Linked DNA regions of Mus musculus: region 2 is linked to region 1. The links are chromatin contacts, called in public Hi-C maps. All regions are on one chromosome and are shown on one strand. Each heading gives the region's core, a stretch centred on a gene start, on an enhancer-like site or on the middle of the called end of the contact. The rest is flanking DNA. Distances are from core to core; before and after follow the strand shown.

What was found. A called contact is a pair of places that touch in the nucleus more often than the background predicts.
Region 2: a contact with region 1 is called in a Hi-C map of muscle stem cells, with 4 times the contacts expected there. The contact joins two enhancer-like sites. A contact is called at or near these places in 5 of 39 promoter capture datasets (the C10 cell line, the HPC-7 cell line, HPC-7-derived erythroid cells and 3 more), 2 of 15 datasets of contacts at CTCF or cohesin (embryonic stem cells and stem cell-derived epiblast-like cells), 54 of 484 Hi-C or Micro-C datasets (the AML12 cell line, B cells, the BV-2 cell line and 39 more), 10 of 115 datasets of contacts at active chromatin or transcription factors (craniofacial prominence, embryonic basal ganglia, embryonic forebrain and 7 more) and 2 of 9 other capture datasets (embryonic tail and embryonic trunk).

The regions. Positions count from the first base shown.
Region 1 is chr14:21,964,756-21,971,894 of GRCm38.p6, forward strand. No RefSeq gene overlaps it. Among named protein-coding and RNA genes, the nearest start is that of A330001L22Rik, 21 kb to the right of the region's middle. Within about 2 kb of position 4,411, at least 18 of the 459 cell types and tissues checked have an H3K27ac peak or open chromatin away from gene starts, as enhancers often do. A contact at or near this core is called in the STO cell line and muscle stem cells, where this site is marked.
Region 2 is chr14:22,811,068-22,818,206 of GRCm38.p6, forward strand. All of the region lies in intron 5 of Lrmda (leucine rich melanocyte differentiation associated), which reads left to right. Among named protein-coding and RNA genes, the nearest start is that of Gm30926, 13 kb to the left of the region's middle. Within about 2 kb of position 3,089, at least 82 of the 459 cell types and tissues checked have an H3K27ac peak or open chromatin away from gene starts, as enhancers often do. A contact at or near this core is called in the STO cell line and muscle stem cells, where this site is marked.

The sequences.
Region 1 (7,139 bases), core at 3,161-5,660:
TTTTTTTTTTTCTCTGCTGTGTACACCAGGCCAGCTGGCCTATAGGTGTCCCCACCTCCACCTTCCTGAAGGAGCAGTGGGGTTAGAAAAGCAAGCGCTACCTCATATGACTTTCTGGGAATTGGAACTCAGATCTGCACACTTGTCATCTCCTCTGCCCCAAACCAAGTTTTCTTTATTTTCTCTTTTTGCTTTTTGAGACAGAATTTCTCTGTGTAGCCCTGGCTGTCCTGGAACTTGCTATGGAGACCAGGCTGGCCTCAGACTCAGAGATCTGCCTGCCTCTAACCTTCCAATTGCTGGGATCAAAGTCGTGTGTCGCCACGACTGGGCTTAAACCAAGTTTTCTTGAGATGGTTGTCTGCCTCTTCTGATGCATAGGTGGATGGACAAGTGAATGATCTTGATATCAACAGAGCATGGACGCTCACCTACTAAGTTGCTACAGCAGAATCTGAAGCTGGTGCTGTTCAGAAAAAAAAAAAAAAACCACACATATTTGAAGTCTTGTCTTGATTCCTACTTAGATATGCAGGAAACATTTAGCTCATTTCATTGTTATTTTGTTTTGATTTTTTGACCCAGAGTCTCACTTTGTGGCTCTGGCTGTCTTGGAACTCACTCTGTAGACCAGGCTGGCTTTGAACTCACAGAGATCCAGCTGCCTCTGCTTCCTGAGAGCTGGGATTAAAGGCTAAATGTAAGCTACCATGCTCAGCTTACATTTAGTCACTTGTGAGGATTCTGGCTATTGCCTTCTCTTTGTCTCTCTGCAATCTTTGTCCTCCTACAAGTTGGGGTTGTTCCGTGGTAGATGAGAGGATAGGCTGGCAGAAGAGATACACTAGGACACAGGGCAGGTTGGACAAACGTGGGGCTAGAAGAACCCAGCCACCTCTGGCTTACAGAACACATGCTGAATTAAGACTCGATCTTGCTTATTAGCCATATTTAACTCATCCATGCTTGTAGAGTCCTATAAGCTTAGAAGGGGAAAGAGCACTGGGACAGGCAGCTCACCGCTGGCTTCATACCTTGTGCAGGTTTTAGTTTCCTGTTGTAACCCACCTGGGCTGTGCTAGGGCCCTACTGCTGCTCCCTATACCCTGTTCCCTGTGCTCCTGCCTGGGTGTTCTTGACTCTGTCCTCAAAGCATGATTCTGGATCCAGCAATTTTAAGAGCACGTGGGGACTTGCTAGAAATGCCATCTCTCTGGTCTTACATAAGAAAAAAGAAACTGTTAGGGCGAGGACCCAGAAATCTGTGTTTTAACCGCCCACCAGCAAATTCTGGCTGTAGTAAAGTTTAAAGATCAACTGCCCATATTCACTTAAATTGAGCAACTTCAGGAGAGAGTAGTCTTAACACCCCAGGAACCCCAAAAGGGAAGCAACAATTCAGAGCTCTCAGGAAAGGTCCAAGAGAACCTAGGGTACAAAATCTTTAGAGGTTCTTAGAGCCCAGTGGGTTCCAAGCCCTTGACTGGATGCCACCTAAAACCCTGAACTAATTTACTCTCTGCCTCATTTCATTAGTTGGCCTAATCAATAGATGCAGGTTTATAAAGCACAGGCCTGGGCATGGGAGTATTCAGGCTCCTGCTGCATCTATTAAACACGGCATGTCTTCCCAGCAGTAGGAGGGCTGTACTATTTCCCCAGTCCTTTTTTTTGGATGTCTATTCAGGCTGGTGTGACCATGGGTCATGAAGAAATGAGGACTTCCGTGGTTACTGCCCTGCATACTTCCAAGAGGTGCCATTGTGCAATGCAACATCTGTCCAGCCACGGGTGGCAGCCCCAAGCCCCCCCCCCCCCCCGCTATTTCTCATCTGTGGTTCAGAAGAGAGAGAGACTCCCTCTTTTCCACCCTCTATGTGCTCTTAGTTCCACGAGTGGACAGGAAGCCCCCCAGTGTGTCCATGAGAAGGATAGAAGGGCTTCTGTAGATGTCTGTCTCTTTTCCAGCATGCATTACAGCCTTGTGAGTCTCCAGAATGCATTTCTTGCCACCATCCTGGCTCCTGCTGATTCTGTGCCCCTTGTGGTGGGTACAGATATTTGGGTACTGGTACCCATGCGTCCCTCGCTTCCTCACTTCCTCTGCCCAGGCACCATGCCTGTATGGCAGCCCTCCATCCATCCTGGTCACTCAGAGGCCTCTGAAAGTGTGCCTGTCAATATAACGCATGGCCTGGTGAGGGGAAGTGACATTTTGAATAGTGGACACTTTCCAGGGAGCATTCATCCTAGGTCAGCCTCATGATAAATAAATACATTTGGCATCTGAAGTCAGAAGCTACTCTACAAAGACTGAAGGCTTATGTGCACTTACCACAGGCTGGGGGGACTTGGTGGAAGCAGGATGTGAGAGAAATGGGGAGAGAGAAGACCCTGGGGCCAGATTTGGGGGCACATTCATTCCCTTCCTCTTGGCATCTCTAGGGAACACAGGAAGCAGACAGAGGCTGGTCTCAGCACCCTAGCCACAAAGGGTCCTCAGCTCGAATGCCTCCTCCCACTTCTCACCTGTCCCTGTGCCCCTCCCAAACCCGGATCCATCTTAATTACCCATAACAGTGCCCAAACAAACTATTTATAAGGCTTCCTATGTTTGTCTTCCCGCTCCTATTAATAAAGTCTGGGAATGTAGGGAAGAAATATGGGTGGGTGACAGGGTTTTTAATGGTGCCTCACCTTAAATGCATTTTAAAATATGTAAATCAATAAAAAATTATTTGTAATAGCAGCCTAAGAGTGCTGGTTAGCCTGGCGCAGAGTGAAATGCATGCTCCAAGCCCTATTACCATACATCGTGGGAGCTGTAGTTAGGATTAATCTGTCAAAGGGGATGGTTTAGTGTTGATGAATATGACATGTGACCATTAACGATGTTGATTTTATCTCCCGAGATTAGCATGATTTACTTCGGATGGATAATAATGTCATTTGCTTGATGCAGTAGATCTGTTTACGAGCTGATTAAATTGTAAGGCCTTGCCTCATTTCATGCTATTTGGTTTACAGCTTCATTACCACAATCACAAAAGCTGGGGAAATGTCCCACACTTCATGTCACAATAAATCACCGCTTCACGTTGCCGGGATGGATTTGAGCGGTTCTGCCCAGCATGGACCATTCTTGGCTCCCCACTAATCTATGATCCAGAATACATTAGGAGGATCTTTGGGACCATGCGAGCAAGATGGGGCAGGGATCTGGGTGGATCTACCCCCCCCCCCCCCCCAGTTGAAGGAAATCCTTGAGTAATTAGGTGTAACAAATTACTTTATTATTTAGACAGGGAAGAGACTGTTTTTGTTGTAAGGGGTGATCACAGCAAGTATGCAAACCAGAGCAGAGCCCAGAGACAATTGCCAGTGTTACCCTGGGATCCTTTGTTCTGTGAGAGGAGCTGTCTGCAGGCAAGGTATGCAGGGTGCTGTGCCTAGATGCTTGTCCCTACCAGGCCAGCATCTTCCAAGAGGAATGAGAGAAAAGAGTGTAGGTCCTCACCCTAGGCACCTCTGGGTGGGAGTGGATGAAGGGGGGTGGGCTGAAGCAGTAGTTGGCATATGGTGACCATTTTACTCCATCCAACCTCATATCCACTAGGTGGTAGTCATGCCTAGGGGCGTTCAAGGTGGAAGACAGGGCCGTATGTCTTTCCCGGATGCAAAGTAGGGAACAACTGCTCAAGTGACTGTCCACATGTCTGGAATGTGGACACAGGGCTTTGAGTTCCCACTGGGTTTGCTCTTATCCCACAAGGTTGGGATCATTGCTGTCGCCGTAGGTTATAGGTGGGGAAACTGAGGCCTGGGGGCTATGTGCTCAAGTCACAAGCTGGAATTGGAACCCAAGAAGTGGAGCTCTAGAAATCTACACATCTGCTGCCCTGCTGTTGGCCTTCAGGGGATCCTCAGAGTTCTGCCTTTTGTCTCTGGGACTGAACGAAGCCCATGGTCCAGAATGGGCTGTGTTCACTGGAACCAGAGCACTGGCACCAGCTCTCCAGGGTAGCCTTGGCGGAACCAAGGAGGCTGTAAGGTGGCCTCGCCAGAAACAGATGTCTCACAGGATGAAGTTCCGCTTTTGCTGAACTCAGTGTCTCTAAGACAGCAAGAAATCATGGGAAGTAAGCACAACCCCCTGAAAACCCTACAGAACTGGGAATGTCATTCTGAAGATCTATGTTAATATTTCTGAGTTTGAGACTTGGCTGTCACGTCTGTGCATCATGCAACCTGAACCCAGAACCCATTATTGTCCCTTTAGGACAGAGGTCAGCCACCTGGCAGGCACAGAGACTAGCTCTGAGCTCTTCAGGCAAACAGTCTGTAGCGTGGTCTTCAGAGGGTTTAGGAGACACCCAGAATTCCAGGAGGGGGCGCCCTTGAGCTATGATGGAAGGCTGCAGCTTAGGACCCCTCTGGTTCCTCTCCAGGCTTGTTCCAAAGAGGCCTCTGTTTAGGCCTCCTGAGGTGTGGGGAGGGGACATGGTGTGTGCTCCTGGGAACACTGGGGTTTCTGTGTCTTGGACTCACTGCCTTCTCCTGACGATAGTGAAGACACATTCCCAACTCACAAATAATAACACCACACACACACACACACACACACACACACACACACACACACACACACAGTGTCATTTGGGCCTGTCCCAAAGCAAGCATGCCCTTCCACTGCAGCCAGGCTCCATACCCACACATATACCCTATTGGCACACTCACACAAATGCCCAGGGATTCCAGAACACAGTTCTCTTTGATGCCTTCCTCTTACTCGATGCCCACACAGCTACCATATCCCAGCAACCCCAGTAATGCTTTAAAGGTTACATAGTACTGCATAACTCCCCATAGTTACATAGTTACATAGTACTGCATAACTCCCCATAGTTACATAGTTACATAGTACTGCATAACTCCCCATAGTTCCTGGCTTTGGTGCAAATCTGAAACCACCTGCATCTCAGCACTTTTACCTCTGTAGGCTGTGTTGCTCCACCTTCCTGCTGGTCCTCTGGGCTGTCATCATCATTCTGCCTGACAGTAGAGGTCCTCACATAAGCATCTTGAATGAAAGTTGAGTGTGCTTCTGGGAGCCCAGAGACCTTGCAGTCTTTGTTGCCCAAAGTCCCCCACCCCTGCCTCCTGACTGCTCCTTTTGGCTCCTGGAGGTGGAGATAGATGCCTGATTTTAGTGGGGGACATCCAGGGACCACCAAGGTGGGGTGGGGGGCTAGGAACTCAACAGCAGTGTGGCAGAGCTTCTGGAGAAAGGAAGAGCAAGGTGAAGTTATGCAAGAGTCTAAGGTGGGTGAGGCCAGCCCAGGGCATCGCTTCTCTGTGGAATGGACACATTTCTTGGCCGGGGATGAGATTCTAGTCTTTGTCAGTCATCTATTGCTACAAATAAAGATCCCCAGGTTTCATGACTTTAAAACACTAGCATTTATTTTGTTCTTTCATCTCTGTTTGGGATGTGGTGTGGTCAAGAGGGTCTGGTCTCCCTCAGTTTTGCTCAGTCAGGTGGGGTGGCCCCAAAGCAGCACAGAAGCCTCAGGGACTTCATTTACTCCAGTCTAGCAGGGAATGGGGCCGTGACAGGAGCAGATGGCTCGACACCCCCACGTGTTTGCTTGCCTTCTTCAGTATGGTGACTGGGGTGAGAGTGTACCGTGAGTGTACCGTGAGATACAGGGATGGTGCTGGTAGGTTAGAGTACACTCAGTAGAAGGCCCTCCTGCTTTGAGCTCTGCCTTAGTTCAGCTCCCCCCCCCCCATCCCTGGGGACAGATCACCGTCACCCAGCTTCAGCTCCTTCCCCACTGGGACTCTCAGGTGTACATCTCTGGTTTTCATCTCATGCAGGCACCAGAAACTTAACCCATCTAAGCCAAGCCTAGGGGTTCATGCCTGGAAGGAATCTCAACACAAGAGAAGTTGAGGCAGGAGGATTTCAGTGAGTTTAAGGCTTGACTTATGTAGTGAGTTCTAGATCAGCATGGGCTACAGTGTGAGATCCTGTATCAAAATACCACTGTTGTGTTTTATAAAAAAAGATGTGTTTGATAGAACGCAGTATGGTGAGGTGAGAAGGCTGCCTCTGTGGGCCCCTGCTGGGCACCCCTTCCTCCTGAGGGACCAGCCATGAGAGAGGTTTAGTATAGAATAGAGTTTATTTAGGGTATGAGAAGGGGAGCTGGGAAGGGAGGAGAGAGAGAGAGAGAGAGAGAGAGAGAGAGAGGTAGGGGGAAGGGAAGGGAAGTGAGGGAAGGGAAGTGAGGGAAGGGGAGGGAAGGGGAGGGAAGGGGAGGGAAGGGGAGGGAAGGGAAGGGAAGGGAAAGGAAGGGAAGGGAAGGGGAGGGGAGGGGAGGGGAGGGAAGGGGAGGGAAGGGAATGGAAGGGAAGGGAAGGGAAGGGAAGGGGAGGGCAGGGCAGGGCAGGGCAGGGCAGGGGAGGGGAGGGGAGGGAAGGGAAGGGAAGGGAAGGGAAGGGAAGGGAAGGGAAGGGAAGGGAAGAGGCCAGCTAGGAACATGTGTAGGGGGACGAGAGGGAGAAAGGGATCAGGGAGAGAAGACAGTCAGGAAGAGAAGGGGCAGAGAGAGCCAGGAGGGGACCCACAGGTTCCCCCTTATAAAACGATTTATTTATTTATTATGTAAGTGAGTACACTGTTGCTATCTTCAGACACACCAGAAGAGGGCACCGGATCTCCATTACAGATGGTTGTGAGCCACCATGTGGTTGCTGGGAATTGAACTCAGGACCCCTGGAAGAACAGTTAGTGTTCTTAACCACTGAACCATCTCTCCAGCCCACACAGCCCTTTTTATAGCAAGCCCAGCCTACCTGACTATTGCTAGGTAACTAACTGTTAGGCAGAGCCTAGAAGCAATGCTACCAACCACTGTCAGGGCTGGAGAGCTGGCTCAGGAGCTAAAAGTGCATGCTGCTTTTGCAAAGGACCCCAGTTCAGTTCTCAGTGCCTACACTGGCAGCTCACAGCCATTCACAACTTCAGCTCCACATACCCTATCACTTGAGAGAGAAACTAGGCTGATGGGAGTAGCTATGTGTGTGGGGTGCAGGGTGCAGGTTGTCTCTTGGTTCCCAAGGCATCTTCTCTC
Region 2 (7,139 bases), core at 1,839-4,338, 840 kb after region 1:
TTGAACGTAGCTCCTTGGACCTCTGTCCTCCTCTCTGAAGTTAACAATTTGTACATACACCCTCATCTTTGTGGTCCTTTGAAAGGTCCAGACCTGCAGATAGCCAAGTTGCATGCTGCTGCTTCAGAGCTGAGCTGTCCTGGTGTAGATAGGCCACATCGGTAGCTCTAGCTCAGGAGGGTTGATTAGACTAATGGAATGCTGCATGTGTGGTAGATACTGCTAAGTCTCTGAATAGAGAACCTTGCCTGTTTTCTTTAAATCTTTAGTGGGAAGCACATGTCATGTTTTACAAGTGGTCGGTATCCGCTAGGATCCTAGTTTCAACTCCTCTCATCCATGCTAATAGCATTAGGGAATCTCCTCAATTGCCCAGGTCCTGTGGTCCTCAGGCACTAAGAGCAATCAATGGCCCTCGGTTTTTGGCTGTACTCAGAGGAAGTATCCACAAATCTATTCACGAGCGACAAGGGCAGTAGAAAGGAACAGTGTCTGAATGGCAGAATGACAGGGACATGCCTTTGAAAATTAGTACGTTAGAAACCATTTGGTAGACATTTGAAGTTTTTGTAGATAATGTTTTTCATATAAAAAGGGATTTTTTTTCTAGAATATTTCTCCCAAGAGAATTCTCTACCTTGTTCTTTTCACTGTCACATGTTCTCATATTGTGTTATATGGTCTTAGTCTGGGCAGAACGTCAGTGCCACATCCTTCCAGAGATGCACCGTGAAGCTGCTCGGTGGTTGCCAATTAGTGATTAGACCTTGCATATAATTCCTGACTTATATAAAACCAGCAGAACTAAGTTTCACTTTATCCCTGTGTGTGTGTGTGTGTGTGTGCACGCGTGCGTGTGTGTTTGGGGGAGATTGAGTTTTTAGCCTGCTTGGCTTCTTTCCAATGTTGCACCATGATCTATGCCGTTACTCCCTTCCCCTCTCACCTTGCTGTTCCTTTAGATGAGTGTTTCTACTTTTTATCTTCTATGAGTTCCTCAAGTTTATTATAGAAGACGTGTATGCTAAAGCTGATTGTGACTGAGAGCCTGGAAAGGATAAAATTGTGCAAGGGTTCTGAGGAAATGTTTCTGGATATGGAGACTGAAGACTGGCCTATTGAACAATGGCTTCCCTGTGGTCTGAAGATGACAGTAAGATGCTCTCAGTTTCTGGGATGCAGGAACAGTCTCTAAAACCTTATGTCAAAGGCTGTCTGCTATTTAAGGGGAGTTTGCTCTTCTGGCCTTTTTGATGTTTATTATATAACTATAGATTCTCAATAGTTACTTCTAGGGAGACACTGTCTCACCCCCTTAATCAGCTGTAACTTGGGGTAGGGGAGTCACTAACCTCCCAGCTAGGTGCATGCACATGACTGACTCTCACTTGGAGCCCAGTGTAGTCTCTCAGAGATGGACATGCAATTCAAGCAGACCATGGATTCCCAAACTTTGCTTGAAACTTATTTCCTTGGTGCCTTTGAATTGAATTTCATTGAACATGACTAAACCAGTAATCTTTTCTCCCCTGGAGTGTTGGACAAGAGAGACTCTGCCACCCACCCTGGATATGTGGGAAATGGTTCCTGTTGTGCCATAGTCATCAACAGCATGGGAAACAATTCTATTTCTGTAATTAAAAACAAAAACAACAAATAAACAAAAACAAGACCTATATTCAGTCTTTCTACAAAAGTCCCAAAGCCCCAAACAACCCCCTCATGACTTTGTCTCTCTACTTTAAAGATGTGCTTCTAGATGGGAATGTTGATGCTTGGTGACTCCTCCATCTTTCATGTTAATGAGGTCTGTGAGTCAGCCCTGGCCCTCTGGTCCTGACAGTCAAGAAGGCATGCCGAGCCCTCGGGACAAGCTCTGCTCTTATCCTTCCAAGATTTCTTCCATATATGGCAGTTGCTCGACTGCTAAAGTACGCACAGAGGCAATGGTGGCTTCCTTCTGCCCCAATTGAGACATAAGGACAAAAACATGGTTTTTAAGTCACTGGGCCTGGAGATGTATGGGGACTGAAGAGGACAAGCATGCATGGGGCTTCCCTACCGGGTCCAAGCCCTGCCTTCAAACAAATCAATTCTGCCTTCAGAGAGCTCTCGGCTGCCTTGTGATTATGTTTGTGTAAAGTCTTGGGGTCTTTGATCAAAGAATGGCCTTTCAGGCCAGACTCTAATCCTCCCTGTCTTAAGGTGTTTAAATGTTTTGCTCTCTCTCTCTCTCTCTCTCTCTCTCTCTCTCTCTCTCTCTCCTTTCTCCTTTCTTTTTCTTCTTTTTTTTTTTTTTTAAAGTTGATAACAGCTGTGATTTAAGTTTGCCTCTGCAGCTTTTGTTTTGAAAGCTTCTATTCTCAGTGGCTTCCCTTTTGGAGGCCAGGATGGATCATTGGGTAAACTCAAAAGCGAAAGAGGATATGGGCGGAAGTGGGCGGAGACTCTGAATTCATCTCCTGAGGAAGAATGTTTGATCAGTGGGGAGGATGGAACCTCTGGGGCTGACAGCAGGCACCTTTGGGAGGCGGGTGTGATTGGCACCTTTGAAGCCTCCTTGGGATCCCGAGTCCAGTGGGTCAGGAGCTTCCTCTGTCTGTGGGTGGTGGTAGTAATAATGTCGCAGCTCAGAGGATTAATTGCAGACAAGCAGCAGGATTATGAGGGGGTCTCCAGGGCTCTAAAAGAACACTTGGAGGCAAGCCTCTGATCTGTCGGCCTTGGAGGAAATTAGTGAGAGCCAGCTTTTTTTTTCTTTTTTCTTTTTTTTTTAAGACGTTTAGGATATTAAAGTGAAATGTGAAGAGGATATTGAAATAGGGAGATAGCTTTGCCAGGGGGTAGGGGTGGGGGCGGTGCTGTTACCCAAATGCAATGTCCCCCCTCTCTCTACTGGGAATGTGCAAAGTTTAACCCATTTACGCAGACTCCTTATAGAAATGCAAAGGAATTGGTATAAGCCATACAATACATTACAGAAGGCAGCCTGGCTTTGCCTTGGGACCTAAGTTTGTGTGAGAGGCATGCTTCCCCTTCTAGGCCAGGTTTCAGAATATCCTGACAATGAATCTCCAGGTACAACTTTAAAACAAGTCAGGGCAGTACTGATGCCGTATCTACATTAGCTATCTATTGTATATTTTACTTCTTACCCTTCTGGTTCCAGTCGGGATGCTGCCAATAAATCCTGTGTTACCATTAAAGAGGCCATTCATCACGCGTCCTAATGCGATTAATCAAGATACACCACAGTCCCCTTAAAATGAGATCATTTTGATAAATCATGTATGACATGAAAAGACTTTATTCCTTTTAAGTGCAATTTAGACTGTAATTTTTTCCCTCATTCATGATTCATGGGAGAAACATGGATAAAATTCCCTTGCACAGTTACACCTTATCTACAGCCATAACTCAAAACTGCTTTTAGATGAAAATTCAGAGTCTTATTCACCAAAGCTGAATGCCAGCTCATTATTTTCTGGCATTCAGTAGTCCAAAAATAATGTCCGCGCATTAAACAGCATTCTCTAAAAAAGAAGGAAAAAAAGAAAAAGTTAGAACTGGCTAGGCACCAGGCCCATCAATTATACCCTGTCATCTTTAATAAGGAAGATATATCAGATGTCCTCTTGGAGAGTCTGTAAGAGCTCAGCCTTCTCTGCCCCCATTTAGAATGATCTGGAAACAAAAATGGCGGTGACAGAAAAGGCAAGGTTTCAGCTACCTCCCAGGACTAATCTGTTGCTCAAGGCTCGAAAGAGTTGGATTTTGTGTTCCTCTCCCTGGTATGGGTCTTGCTTTCTTCCCCATGCTTACCCCCCCTCCCTCGTTCAGAAGTGACTCTCCCATTTTGTGACGTCTGAGTCTGAGACACAGCCACTACCCCACAGCTGTCACAATAATTTGGGGAACTATATTCATAAGCCTCCAATAGAAAAGTAATTCGAAAATGTGCCTTCTGGTGAGATCCATCAAGTTTAAGGTCACATTTTTGGTTAAAAGGCAGACACTGATGCTATTCATTAAGCTGGGAAACGGCTTGTTTCCCACTAACATTGAAATAAACTCTGGATGAATGTGTAGTCATGCTGGCGCGTGCTCACAGAGGAAGCCAAGGGAAAAGGCAGAGCTGTTTACTTTGGACACGTGAAATCAACAGACTTTCAGGCCTTGCTTAAGACAGGGGCTTGAGAAGATTGGCTAAAACAAAAGAGGACAATTAGAAGCTCACTTGCTTCATAGAGAGACGATATGTGAAGGATCTGCAGTCTCAGAGTTAGAGATCCTCTTGTGCATCTTCAACCCTGGTACCTGTGAATAAGGACCTAACAGTCATGTAGCTTAATCCTCCTGCTGTTCTTGGGGATGTGTTTCGAGGAGTGAAGCAACGCACAATCTTTGGATCAGGATTTGGGCTAACTCAGTGTTACTCATAGCATACACATATCCTATGCAACCCCTTATAACAGAGCGAACATGACAGTTTATTTGCAGTGTCCTGTATGTAGTAATGGTTTCCTAACTAGTCGGACACTCAAGCAAAGATGCCTTGTACCTTAGTCACTTTTTTTATTTTAAATTCATGTGGTTATTTTTTATTGCACTTAGTTCTGTGTCACATAGGCCATTTCTGTGGAAGTGGATGACGCACACTGAGCACACCCCCTTTCTCACATCGATCCTCCCCTTGGTCTGTTGCACTAGTGAGTTTCTCTTGTACTTGCACACCATCTGTACATATATGATTGTCTGTATCTTTACAAACCTTGCGATCCACAAAGAAGAGAAAACATGCAGTACGTATCTTTCTGAGGCTGACTTATTCACTTACTGTAGCTACTTCAGTTGCATCCATTTCCCGGTTAATGGTGTAACTTCATCCTTTTTTAATGGCTTGAAATGTTCCATTGTGCAAGTGCTCCATGCTTTCTTCCTCTGTTCCTCTGCTGTTGGACAGATAGGTAGTTCCCATAACTTAGCTACTGTGAGTAATGCCACAGCAAGCACTGATGTGTAAGTGTCTGGATAATAAGTTTTTAATTCTTAAAAAATTGTATTCATTGGTGCATGTGGCTGTGTGTGTGTGTGTGTGTGTGTGTGTGTGTGTGTGTGTGTGTGTGATGTACATGTTTGAACATGTATCTTGCTGTGTACACCTGGACCAGAAAACAACTTGTAGCAGTGAGTTCTCTCCTCCCACCATGAGGGTCCCTCTGGATATTGAATTCAGTGTGTCTAGCTCAACAGCCAGCACCTTTACCCACTGAGCTGAGTCACCACCACCCACGGTGATAAGTCTTTTCACATAGAACTCACTCTGTAGCTAAGACTAGCCTTGAACTTTTAACAACCCCCTTCCAAAACTTTACCAAAGTTGGGTTTGTAAGCAGGAGCCACTATACCCAGCCACATTCACATTTAAATGGAACCTTTAAGATTTTCCTTCCTCATATAAAGATTGGGTTAACAATTTCAGGTTGGCCTGGCAAGACAGCTCAGTGTGGAGAGCACTTGCTACTCTTGAAAAGGCTCCTGCTTCATTTCCAGAGCCTCTGTCTGGTAGCCTACAACTACCCGTAATTTCAGCTTTGAGAAATGCAGTGTCCTCTTTTTCTCTCTGTGTGCACAGACATGGCATACATTCACACACACACACACACACACACACACACACACACACACAATATTTAAAAATAGACTAAGAGGCCATTAAGATTGTCCTTATCTGTTTAGATTTCTGTTTCATATTGATAACTTTCTGTGCATTTGAAAGTTTGAATTATCTCATTTAAAAAGCTTCCCAGAGACTCAAGAGATGGGTCAGGGGTTAAGGGCACTTATTGCCACTGCAGAGGACCTGGGTTCAGTTACCAGCACCCACCTGGCTGCTCTCAGCCACATGTTAACTCCAATTCCATGGAATCGGATGCACTCTCTTGGACTCCATAGGCTCCTACTCATACATGGTGTACATAAACCCATAAAGGCTCACACACACATATACAAATACATAAAAACATAAGTATTTAAAAATAAATACATTAAAAAGTTCCTAACCATAATAACTTTGAACCTCCAAAGAATGAAGTCTGAAATATAAATATGTTTAAATGAAATTGATAATAATTTTTTTCTCCTCTAATATCATGTTTACTTCATTCTAATTTACTACCAAACTTATATTTTGCAAAAGAGCTTTGAATACACAATTATTTCATACAAGGTGCAGCAGGTTGTCTCATTAAGCTTGCAGAGAATCAGGCCCCGTGTGATCCCCAGAAATATTCTTGCATCGATCCCTCATTAAAATGGCTCTTCTAAATTGTCTCCAATTTATCAATAGACATAAAAAAACTGAGCAGAATATGTAGGGAGGGCAAGATGACCTCAGACTTGAAGCTGAGCCAGCTGTGGCCTGTGCTCAGGGCTGTTCTGCCACCTGTTGGTTTTGTTCATGCATAGCAGGGCATTGCTGTCCATCACCATGGTCCATAACCCCCTGTGACCTCTGCCCCAGTTCATCACCCCCAAGAGAAAAGGAGAGGCCTTTGAGAGTTCCAGCCGCCCTACTTCCTCCATCATTCATTGCCTTGGCCACATGGTCCTTCTGTGATGCTGAAAATATATGGCTGAGCACATTAAGGATAGCACAAGCCCTTCCCTTCTTCTGGATTATTTCAGTTTCCTGTCATAAGGAAACCCAAGAAGATGTGTCCTCAGCGGATTGCATGTGACAGCGTCTGCTTCTATCTCAGGAATCTGAGGCATGATGGATAAACTGTCAGCTTTGAAGGATGATGTTTTCTCCATATTTCCATTATGAACCGGGCTGTCATCTCCTAATAAATTTCGTGCATTGGTATCAATTTATTTTTACAAGCAGAGGGCCTGATGTATTTGGGAAAGGCTCTGACAGCAGATCTGGCCCAGCTTGACAAGGCTGCTTCACCTCATTTTGGAAAACTACTTTGGTTCCAAGGACAGAACTTGACCCTCAGCCCTTGAGAAGGGGGGAAAAATAAAAATAAAAACCTCTGTGAGAGGAAGAAGGACACATGAGACAAGTTCCTCCTTTTAAGCCAAAATAAATCAAGCCTGTAGGACTACCATGACATAATATTATTTCCACGACA